Linked DNA regions of Cricetulus griseus: region 2 is linked to region 1. Evidence: chromatin contacts called from public Hi-C data. All regions are on one chromosome and are shown on one strand. The core of a region is the stretch at or near the end of the contact, and the rest is flanking DNA. Distances in the headings are between cores, read along the strand shown. Region 1 holds the start of Trpm5 (transient receptor potential cation channel subfamily M member 5). Region 2 holds the start of Th (tyrosine 3-monooxygenase).

Region 1 (5,865 bases), core at 609-3,108:
AATAAGAGTTAGTTTAGTTATACCGAGCAGAATATGAGCAGCTCTAGCTAATGAGGCTCCAAAGAACATGTTCCACATAGTTACACAGAACAAGTGACAACAATAAGTCAAGGCATTTATCAAATACATTTGTGGGAAGACCAGGTAGGTAGGTTATAGCCTGGTGGGGAATTTCTGATTTGGTTTCAGATGCTATTTGATGACATTTTTGCCTTCCGGGTTGGTGGAAGCTTAGGGTCTGCTGAGAATACAGTCTTTGGCTGATAGATGGATGTTAGGTCAGACAATAGAGGTGGGCAACAAATGGCTATTAGGGCTGCTAGAGATAGCCTGAGCTAATTTGTGTCTGGATCTGTAACACTTCAATTTCCACAACCAGGACTTTCTAATGAGTCAGTCATCTACAGAGTCTTTGTCACAGGTAAACTTCAGTCCACGTCTGCAAAGACCGAACTTCTATAGAACATCATGTGTACGGTACCAGGGGTTAGGGGTCAGATGTATCTTTTGAGGGGCACTTTCTTTTGGGGTAGCACCATAACCATGCTGGTTCCAGAGGCATGTGGGGAGGACTTTGACCTCAGCCCCTGTCCAGGTTAGCCACAGGAGACAGGGAATAAATCTCCCTCAAACCTTGTGCCACCCTCCTTCTCAGCCCTGTATATACACAGGTGTCTCCCTGCAGGAAAGTACAGGGTCTGAAGTGCTATCATGAAGGCACCCCAAAGCTGGGCACAAGGGACAGCCATGCAGACCTGGGGGGTCATGGAGAAGTAGAGAGCTGTGTGTAGAGAGCTGTCCCGAGTCAGACAGGAGCCCTTCACCTACAGTGGAGCCAAGGAAGTCCTTCCAGTGTGTTCTTCCTCCTTGGCTGGACACCTGCATTCAGGAGGGCAGCCGTAGGAGCAAATGCATGTTGAGGGCAGGGCTATGCTATGCCCTAGAGATTTGGGGCAATCGCCAGAGAAACACGGGAAACCTGTAGGAGACACAGCTGCGTATCACATAGGCTAAGCCATTCAAGTCACTGCAAAGAAGGGTGGAGCTGAGGGGATTGGCCTGGCCTGGTGGGTGGGAGAGGACCTGAGCCCAGGGAAGGTGAAAGATGCCATAGGCAGCCTCTTCATCTGTTTGCCAAGGTGGGAACTTAAAGGGAAAGAGTCTGGTGGTGTCATAACTGCCTCTGCTGCCAGAGGAGCCAGGACAAGGTTCCCTGTTCCCCCCGTTCTACTCACTGCCCTCTTCACCTGCTACCCTGCACCAACTTTCCATCCTGGCTTCCCTTTGTACCTTCTGTCCCTCCTTCCCATTCCTAGCCTTCATCTCTGCCTCCCTTCCCTGGCCTCCCCTGTCTGGACTTCCAGGTCCACCTAGGTCCCTCCTTTTCTCCACTCTGTCCTCCCAACTCCTTTGCATCTGAGCTGAGTCACCTGCCTTCTTACCTATCCTGCCTTCTGCCCAGGTGCAAACCAAGATGTCCTCAGACCTTGTCTGGGGAAGTCTAGGGTGTGGCTCCCTTGGGTTGGGAAACTGAATTCCTTACTTAGTCTTTGGGGGTTTCCATGACACCCCCTGAAAAAGCCTCTGGAGAACTGTGACAGGCGTGTCAGAGTCCAGATGCCCAGAATTCTGTAAGTGTGGGGAACAGAGGTAGGCAGGTGGGTTTGCTGTGCCCCCATTCCCAGGGGGGAATGAGCCTGACTAATTACAGCTAGTGAGAAAGGAGGTAGAGCCATGGCAGGTGGGACCAGCAGGTAGACACCTCATGTCAGCTGGGATGCATCTTCCTTGTGAAGAGAGGAAGAGGGTGACTACTCCACTCTCAGGGTACCATCATATGTCTAACAGAGAAGCCAACATGCAGACTGCCCAGAGTTCCTGCCCTGGAAGCCCCCCAGATACTGGTGATGGATGGGAGCCAGTCCTATGCCGGGGAGAGGTCGACTTTGGAGGGTCTGGGAAGAAGCGAGGCAAGGTAGGGCACCATGCACCTGGGTGACATCCACCATGCTTGGAATCCCCAAGTCTTACTTCCCCCCTCAAAGCCCAGTACTGGACCTGCTCACCCTGGGCCATTCCTTATGATCTGAGTGCAGAGACCCTGACCAGATGGGCAAAAGTTGAGAGCTGTTTCCTGCCCTTGTGATAATGGGAGCCTTGAGGTCCAGGACTCCTGCCTCACTCCCCACTCACAAAGGGAAGATATATTGCAATGGCCCATACCACACAGAGGCCTTACCCAAAGTGGGGTTAAGGCCCGCCTCCTGTACCCTGCCCTTTCCGATAAGCCTAGCCTCCTCCCCCATGCCCAGAATCCCTTGAGAACTGTCTCCAACCTAACATTGACCATAAGTGCAGAATCCCCCGACCCAGTGCTGCCTACCTGTGCCCCAACCCTGAACACACCTTCCCCTACCCTGCAGTTTGTGAAGGTGCCAAGCAGTGTGACCCCCTCTATACTCTTTGAACTCCTGCTCACCGAGTGGCACCTGCCAGCCCCCAACCTGGTGGTGTCCCTGGTGGGTGAGGAGCGGCCTTTTGCTATGAAGTCCTGGCTTCGGGACATCCTGCGCAAGGGGCTGGTGAAAGCAGCTCAGAGCACAGGTAAGGCTCTCCCTGGCCTGAGCCTGTCTGGCCTGCTGCCCTGCTTACCTCTGGGGGTAGGGGGAGGGCATTCCTCGGTGACATTTCCCCTACTCAGCCACCTATGGTGGTGCCTAGGGAGGCCATGGGAGCAGGTCATAGGGATGTGGTGCAGGTGAACTTAAAGGCCATCACCAGCTGATCTGTGGTGGCCAGAAGCTGGTCTTCTCTGAGAGCTACCCACTTCATTCATAAGCCATGGCATCCCACCAGTATCAGTGTTCCAAGGAGCATCTAGGGTGTGTCCCCACACATCACCCTTGGGGAGCAATGTGGTTACTTGTAGATGTCAGAAACAAACCCCTGGGCTTTATTTTAAAAATGTATAGGTCCAGGGGATATTCTACTTTCATTTCTGCTGTAATAAATACCTTAACCGTAAGAAACTCAGGGAAGAAAGGATTTACTTGGCTTACAATTCCATGTCACAGCCCATCATTTCAGAGATATGAAGGCAGAAATTCAAGGCAGCTAGTCACATCCCATCCACAGCCAAGAGCAGAGAGAATAAACACATCTTTACTTACTTGTTCTCATCAAGCTTTCAAGCTTCCTCCTTTTTATGCAATTAATTCAGCACCTAGGGAACAGTGCCGCCCTCATTGTGTGGGGTCTTCCTACATGACTTAAAAATCCACCACAGACATACCCACTGACCAAGCTGATCTAGATTAAGATTCTCTACCCAGGTGATTCTGGATTGTGTCAAGTTGATGGTTAAAAACTGAGCAGCACAGGGGCCAGAGAGATGCTTAGCAGTTAAGAGCATACACTGCTACTGCAGGAGATTGGAACCCTGTTCCCAGCACCCATGTCAGGCAGCTTGAAACTGCTTGTAATTCTAGGGAGATTCAATGCCTCTGGTCCCCTCAGGCAACTTCACTCATACACATATACTGAATACACTCACATCATTAAAAATAAATTTACTGCTGGACACTGGTGGTGCTCACCTTTAATCCCAGCACTCAGGAAGCAGAGACAGGTGGATCTCTTTAAGTTCGAGGCCAGCGTGATCTACAGAGTGAGTTCTAGAACAGCCAGGGCTGTTACACAAAGGAACCCAGTCTCAAAAAAGCTAAATAAATAAATAAATAAATAAATAATCTAACCAACACAGGGAAATATTTCAGTAAAGACCTGAGTTCAGTCTCCGGCCCCTATACAGAAAGTTGGGCATGGCGTCTGTGTGATCCCGTTGTAAAGGGAAACAGAGAAGAAAGGACCTGTAGCTTGCTGGCCTGCCAGACATAGCAAATCAGCGAGCTCCAGGTTCATCAGAGACTATCTTTTTTTGTTTTGTTTTGTTTTTATTTTTGGAGACAGGGTTTCTCTGTGTAGGTTTGGAGCCTGTCCTGGAACTGGATCTGTAGACCAGGCTGTCTTCCAAGATCCCCCTGCCACTGCCTCCTGAGTGCTGGGATTAAAGGCATGCGCCACCAGTGCCTGGCCATCAGAGACTGTCTTACACAGACAAGATGGATGGCACCTCTGGCCAACACATGCACCTGCACCCACATAGGTGTCCTGCACACACAAACATACACCCAGCAGGAGGGTTGGAGGGTCTGAGTCTCTCATTGCAAAAGAGATTAAAATAAGGGAACAATTTGCAGTCAGATGCAAGTGGGAACTTTGTCATCCAGATCCTTGCCCAGAACAGGCTGCAGGGCAACATCTATGACAAATCTTGGAAAAGGTCACTGTCTACCACATACACATTCTCCCTGAGCCTTAGTATGCCCATCAGCTTCAAAGCGTTCCCTGTAGCTAGGCATCATGGTACATACTATGTTTCTAGTGCATGGAATGCTGAGGCAGGGAAATTACTTCGAGTTACAGGCTAGACTTCACTATAGAGATCCTGGCTTGGGGGTCAAGGGAAAAAAAAAAAGCATTTCTAATCGCCTGATTCCTGGGTCACTGAGTGTGAATATAGCTAGAGGGTAGAGTTGGGCCAACCAGCTATAAGGACTCTGGGATGTTTCTCTCCCAACTGCCATAGGTGCCTGGATCCTGACCAGCGCCCTGCGTGTAGGCCTGGCCCGCCATGTTGGGCAGGCTGTGCGTGATCACTCTCTGGCAAGCACATCCACCAAGGTCCGTGTAGTAGCCATTGGAATGGCCTCCCTGGACCGTATCCTTCACTGTCAGCTTCTAGATGGTGTCCAGGTTAGTGATAGGTTCATGGGTCCATGCTGCTAGAGCCCAGTAAGCTTGGGTAGGTAGAGGAAGTTATGGACAGGCTGGAGGGCTATGTTACCAGCAGAGGTTCTGAAAGGTGCAGGACAAGTGTGGGCTTCAGTGGGAAGAAAGACAATGGTTCCATGGGCTCAGCACTCCCCAGCAGGTGGCAGCATCACTCAGGAATAAGGGCGGGACCTGGTGCACTCCTCTGGGGAGTCAGACGGATTATCATCTGGGCCCAGCCTGGCTGTCCTCAAGTCCCAGGAAGCCCTGGCCAGGTGGCTTCTGCTTCTGCTCTCTGGTATTCACTCACATCCCCCACTCTGTGGACTGTGTAAGGCATAACCAATGAGAAGCCCAGGAGGCCCCACTGAGGTGAAGTCTGGACCCCAGCCCAGAAGAGTCTAGAAGGTGGAGCTTGCACAGCCCTGGCCCCAGCTGTTTCCATGGTTCACTCATTCCAGAGAGGCCCCCGGCCCAGCAGTCCAGCCTCTCTCTGCCTGAGGGGTGGGGACTGTGAGGCCTTACTGAAGCCTTGCCCAGGGCCCCAGCATGGCGTGCACAGCACAGCAAAGCAAGGCCCAGCAAAAGCTGCTCCTGAGGTCTCCACCTCTCTATGTCTTCCCAAATGTTTGACACAGGAGGGTACCCCCATCCACTACCCTGCAGATGAGGGCAGCATCCAGGGACAGCTCTGCCCCCTGGACAGCAATCTCTCCCACTTCATCCTGGTGGAGCCTGGCGCCCTCGGGAGTGGGGACGGATTGGCAGAGCTACGGCTGAGCCTGGAGAAGCACATCTCTCAGCAGAGGACAGGCTATGGGGGTAAGGCTATGGGGGTAAAGCAGCATCTTGGGGATGTGGACATGGAGATACGATAACACCAGCAAGAACTTCATGGAGAGTGGGAAAGGGCCTTCCAGGAAGCACCCCCCCCCCACCGCCGCTGCCACATGCCTGAGCATACAAGGCCTGGGAAGAAGAGCTGTTGGGGTGGCATAGGAGAGTGGCACAGCTGGGTAATACGGCCTGGAT
Region 2 (5,395 bases), core at 330-2,829, 210 kb after region 1:
GGTTAACGTTCAGCCAGCTCTGCCTTCAGGGTGGGAGTGTCTCCATGAGACCCCATTCTGAGCTGTTGAGAGCACACAGGCAGGGGGGGGGCGTCCTGGGATGCCAGACAGGCCAGGGCTATAATGGGCACACAGAGACAGGAGTGGCCCAAGCCATCAGGGTTACTGACACAGGGAGAGTTCAGAGAGGGGCATGGGGCATAGGCGGCGGGGGGGGGTTCATATAATAAGAGAGAGCAGGCACTGCAGAGTCAACAGTAGCTGAGCTGGGGTTTATGGGATTCATAGGAACTTGCTCAGAGAAGGTAGGTGAGAGATGGTTTATTAATCTGGATATCACAGAGTCCCAGATTCCCCTGGAACAGGAATTGTGTGTGTATGGAGTGGTGGGTAGAGGGTTGGCAGGGGAGGTTAGGGAGATTTCCTTTTGTACTGAGTCTTCATTTATCTTGCTTCCAGAAGGTAATGGGAGCCACTGAGGTTTGCAGTGCAAGGCAGATTGGGGGAACTCCCAGTTCCTGCTGTGAAAGAGAGAGGTCTGGTCATGGTGAATACAGCAGGTGGTCCCTGAGAGCCCAGCGATGTCTAGCAGGTGGAGTGAGACTGTACCGTGATCAACTAGAGAGCGAGTTTACTGGGGTTGGAGAGTCCAGGGATCTTGCCATTTCCAATGTGCTGGTCCTCAGAGCTCCAGGGTGGCCATTTTCAGGGTGAGCTCTGTCCTTTGTGCACTTCTGCTGACTCTATAACATCCAGAGGGACAAGGGAGGTACTCTTCCTCAGTTCCCTTAGTAAGAGGGCACCTTTCCCAGAAGGGTTAGAAGAAAATGACCCCACGGAGATGCGATGGGCCCAGTGTAACTCATCTGCATTGAGAAAGGTCACCCCTGCCATCTCCTTGGAGACAGTTTCCTTGGCTGAGGAAGGTATGGTGGGTCTTTGTGTAAGTGGGGGTGGGTGGTAACCAGAAAACAAAAGCTCACTTGATGTGAGACCTTGGGGTGCCACGGGAGAGATGATTGCTGAGTGTGCCTTTACATGGGGGCCAGCTGAGAATGGGGCTGCAGCTAACCTGAGACCATGTGCCGGGGAGTGAGTCGGGAGAGCCTAGAACACTCATAACTACAAGGAGAGGTCTGCTCCACAGGAGGTGAGGTCAGCCGGCCCTAGGAATATGCCAGGGGCTAGGGTTGGCACCATCTCCTGGGCAATGTCTTCAAGGATATGATAATCAGGGAGGTAGGAAACCTGCAAAAAGTGGGCCAGTCTTGGAAACACTGTAGAGAATAGCCTTCTGGAATACTCCGTCTCTCACAGGACCTGCCTGAGGATTCAGCCCCAGTGCCAGCACATACAAGACCAGGACAGTGAGTAGATGGCATACTTTATTGCATGGGGCTGGGGGAACACAACCTGTGCCTTGAAGACAGACAAAAAGCCACCAAGGGGCTTCTGCACCCACTTGCCCCCAGGGGTTATAGTTTTCCTAATATGAGCCCTTGGGAATCCAGCATGACCCTACTTGGTGCCCTGGTTTGGGCAGAGGACCTTATCTGTCTCCTGCCCTGCAGAACACCAGGCGGCCCCTGTCCTCATGCCGTGCCTCGGGCTGAGGGTGATTCAGAGGCAAGTGCCTGTGACAGTGGATGCAATTAGATCTAATGGGACGGAGGCCTTTCTCGTCGCCCTCGCTCTGTGCCCACCCCCGCCTCCCTCAGGCGCAGCAGGCGTGGAGAGGATGCGCAGGAGGTAGGAGGTGGGGGACCCAGAGGGGCTTTGACGTCAGCCTGGCCTTTAAGAGGCCGCCCGACCAGCAAGGGCTGTGGAGACAGAACCCGGGACCACCAGGCTGCACTATGCCCACCCCCAGCGCCTCCTCGCCGCAGCCCAAGGGCTTCAGAAGGGCCGTCTCTGAGCAGGATGCCAAGCAGGTCGAGGCCATCACGGTGAGAAGGGCATGCTGTCACCCAGTGGTATCTGGAGCAGCTTCTGCACCTGTGGGTGGGTGGATACCCCAGGCTTGGAGTTCACCCGGTGTCTGGAACCTAGGGTTGGAGTGGGTCTCTGTCCTATCTTGTCCCAGGGTTAGTTTGGGTCCTAACCCTGGTAGATATTCCTACTCTTGGGGAAGTGCCTCTGCTGTGACCTGATGGACTCCACAGGGGAAAGCCAGTGCCTGTTGCCCTGTGCCATCCTTTCTGGGGCTTCTATGGGTCCTATTTCATGAAGTAGGGGGATAATTTCCCTCGGGTGGTCTTGGGAGAGAGCCCTATGATTCAGGTCCCCCTCCAGGAGTCCCCCACAACTGTGTCTGCTTTCTTTGGGTTCCCCAGGCTTGCCTGCCACAGGGTATGGGGTTCCTTCAACCTGGTCAGTAAATGGTTGTTCTGCCTGCTGCCTGTCCATAAACAGGACATGGGCCCAGGTTCCACCGTGTTAGAAGAGGTCCCTGGCTCTGGGGCAATTCCTGTCTTCCTTTCACCCTTCCCACCTTCCACTGCCCTGTACCTGTGTTGCCTGTGTTAGGACCCCAGGGATCAATGGGGAAGACACCAATGAGTCCCTTCTGCCAGCCTGGACAAGGGGGCTCCTCAGTGCATGAGGAGGGCTTTCAGATTTTCCTTAGAACTCCATCTAACCATCGCCCTAGCTTGACAGAGCCCTTAATGAGACCAGTGTGACCTTTAGAAATTTAATTTGCAGGCACTTCTCAAGAGACAACTGTGGGGTCAAAGTGCCCCTTCACACTTCTCAGCTGCATGGCCCTCCCCTCAGCCTCCTTGGGAACCGCCCAGTGGCATGCTCTTCCCAGGGAACCTGTGGCTCTGGCTGTAGGTGTCCAGCAAGAAGTCAGGAGGGGGCTCCAGAGGGGATGCTTCTCCCTGTGACTGTGACATCCTTAAAGCCCAGGGTGGCTTGTCATTTCGACTGAAGAACCCAGAACCTTTTGGGGAGCTTGGCTCCTCAGTCAGGTCTAGGTATTGGGTGTTGGAGTTCTGGGTGTTGGAAAATTGGGCACACTGGTTCACAGCTATCACAGACACATAGCCAGCAGAAGCCATACTGAGGTAACCCATACTTAGATCTCGACAAGGTAGCCAGGAGGAGGGGGTGGCAGAGGACAGTAGAAAAGGGATAGGGTGGCTGGAGACATTTTCATGGGGCCATTCCCAGGTAAGAGGGCAGCACGGACAGGGAGGGAGCCTGCCTAAGAACCAGCCCCATGCCTCTACCAGAGAATCGGGAGGGGAAGGATGCCTGTTTTAGCTGAGTGCGTACAGTACGCTCTACCTGAATGGATCACCCAAGCTACCTACTGCCCAGTGATGCCTGCGGCTTTGTGCTCTGTCAATTCTGGGCTCTGGGTGCTGCCATAGAAATCAGGAAAAACAGCCTGAGTCACAGTCCTCTCTCACTAATTCAGTTAGGTCTATGCCCAGGAGGCAGGTGACAGAGCACCTCTACTTTGGAAGATGGTGGCCAAGGAGCCTTTGTCCTCCAATGTGTGCCCAGGCCTTACTGCCCGCTATGCCCAGTCAGAAGTGCTCTGTCTTCCATCCCTGCATGTCATCCAGTGGTTTGACCAGGGCCCCAGCCCTGGAGGCAGGATTGGTGGAGACACCATCATGGAGACACAGGCATATCTCTGACCCCCCCCCCAGTCCCCAAGGTTCATCGGGCGACGGCAGAGTCTCATCGAAGATGCTCGAAAGGAGAGAGAGGCGGCAGCAGCTGCAGCTGCGGCGGCTGCAGTAGCCTCCTCGGAACCTGGGAACCCCCTGGAGGCTGTGGTATTTGAGGAGCAGGATGGAAAGGCTGTTCTCAACCTGCTCTTCTCCCTGAAGGGTACAAAACCCTCCTCACTGTCCCGGGCTGTGAAAGTATTTGAGGTGAGGCCTATGGGCTGGCTGCTGGCTTGGTGTGCTGTGGCAAGCATGCATAAGACATCTAAGAATGGCTGTTTCCCCCTCCAGGGCAGGAATATGGCTGTTCAGGCCTACAGAGGCTAGGTCTCAGGGGCTACCCTTCCTCAGCTGCTAAACACCACTGCCATACATGGAGCCTCTTCCCTACCTACCCAAGGGCCCATGAAGCATCTGATTGCATTACTGCTTTGGCTAATGACCTGCCCCCCAGAAAAACTCTCAAATGACATTAAATCCAAATCCCCTATAAGGTCCCAAAGTTGACTGCATGGCCAAGTGTTTTGTTGCTGGACAACAGAAGGTGGAGGAGAAGTCAACCCCTGTCTACCAGTCCTGAGTATCCTAGTTGCTCTGTCTGGGCCTAAGCCTTGTGTCTTTGATATGGTGGAGTAGGGTCCAGTCCCTTGGGTGTGGCCAATAAGCCAAATAAGACCATTAGGGGGTGGGACCTTCCATCAGCAGGAGAAAGGCTATCTGGTATGACCTCCAGACAGACAGACAGACAGACAGACAGGAGTATCCATAAAGGGGAGCCAAAGGCACAGCTGCGATGATTCCTGGATGGATGCATGAGACAAAACCCAATCTATGGGAGACACATTCCAAAATTCATGTGGTATGAACTGACCAGGATCCTTCATCTAGGGACTGACCCTGGTCTCTGGAGCAGGGAGAGCCCAGCTTCTGCCTCTCTCCATTTCATCCACCAGGGCTTCTCTGACCCATGTACTTCTCTCCGGAAGCTGATTCTCTCCTTGCCTTCATTTCGTAAGGATCTGCTAGGGAGGGGAGGAGAGGAGGAAGGTGTAGCTTTGAATGCCCACTCGTGTCTCTTCTATGGTGCCGTGTGTTGGGCACTGGCATTATTCTTAGTCACAGCTAAGGAGACTGAGACAGAGGCTAAGCCGCTGGTTGGGGTCAGCATACCCCAGCCAGTCCACTCTGTACTCCAAAGGCTCTGAACAGCTGATGGATGATCTTGATGGCCTCTGCAGGGGGTGTCCACAGGGGGACCCTTCCTCTGGTTACACTGAGGTCCCCAGGGGAGGGGCTGGCCAAAGCTTACCTGGCTCCATGAGGGAAGTTCCCTGGTTCCCTTCTGTGAGGTCCTCCTGGATTTGACCCTGAGGATCTGGGGGATTGAGGCCTACTGGTCCTCCCAACCTCTGGGTTCCCTTTCCTCAGAAACGCCCCCATTAATGGAGGGTGAGGCTGATGGAAGCAGGCAACACATCCACAGTGGTGGGGGGGGGGGAGGGGGACACTGCACAGGACTGGGGTCAAGACTTGCTGGGGTCAGCATGGTCCACTCTGACCTTCAGGCTGAGAGAGACCTGGTGGCTGTGGGGCAGGGAAAGGGCTGGGGGCCTGAGCTCCGTCTGGGACCAGTGAGGGAGGCAGGCTCCCTAGATCCCCTGTCTGCCCACAGAGGTCCTCACTCAGGGGGAACACTGGGTAGGGGTCATGAA

The links. Hi-C and Micro-C count contacts between places; a contact is called where the count stands out from the background.
Region 2: a Hi-C map of liver shows a contact between it and region 1, with 2.7 times the contacts expected there. The contact joins the promoter of Th here to the promoter of Trpm5 in region 1. A contact is called at or near these places in 2 of 8 Hi-C or Micro-C datasets (fibroblasts and liver).

Annotation. Positions count from the first base shown.
Region 1 is chr3:58,295,036-58,300,900 of CriGri-PICRH-1.0, forward strand. Trpm5 (transient receptor potential cation channel subfamily M member 5) reads left to right here and starts at 1,859. Exons shown (of 24, transcript XM_027409171.2): 1 at 1,859-1,975; 2 at 2,424-2,604; 3 at 4,649-4,815; 4 at 5,472-5,655. The coding sequence starts at 1,859.
Region 2 is chr3:58,509,081-58,514,475 of CriGri-PICRH-1.0, forward strand. It overlaps Th (tyrosine 3-monooxygenase), which reads left to right and starts at 1,580. Exons shown (of 4, transcript XM_027409172.2): 1 at 1,580-1,946; 2 at 3,663-3,890. The coding sequence starts at 1,647.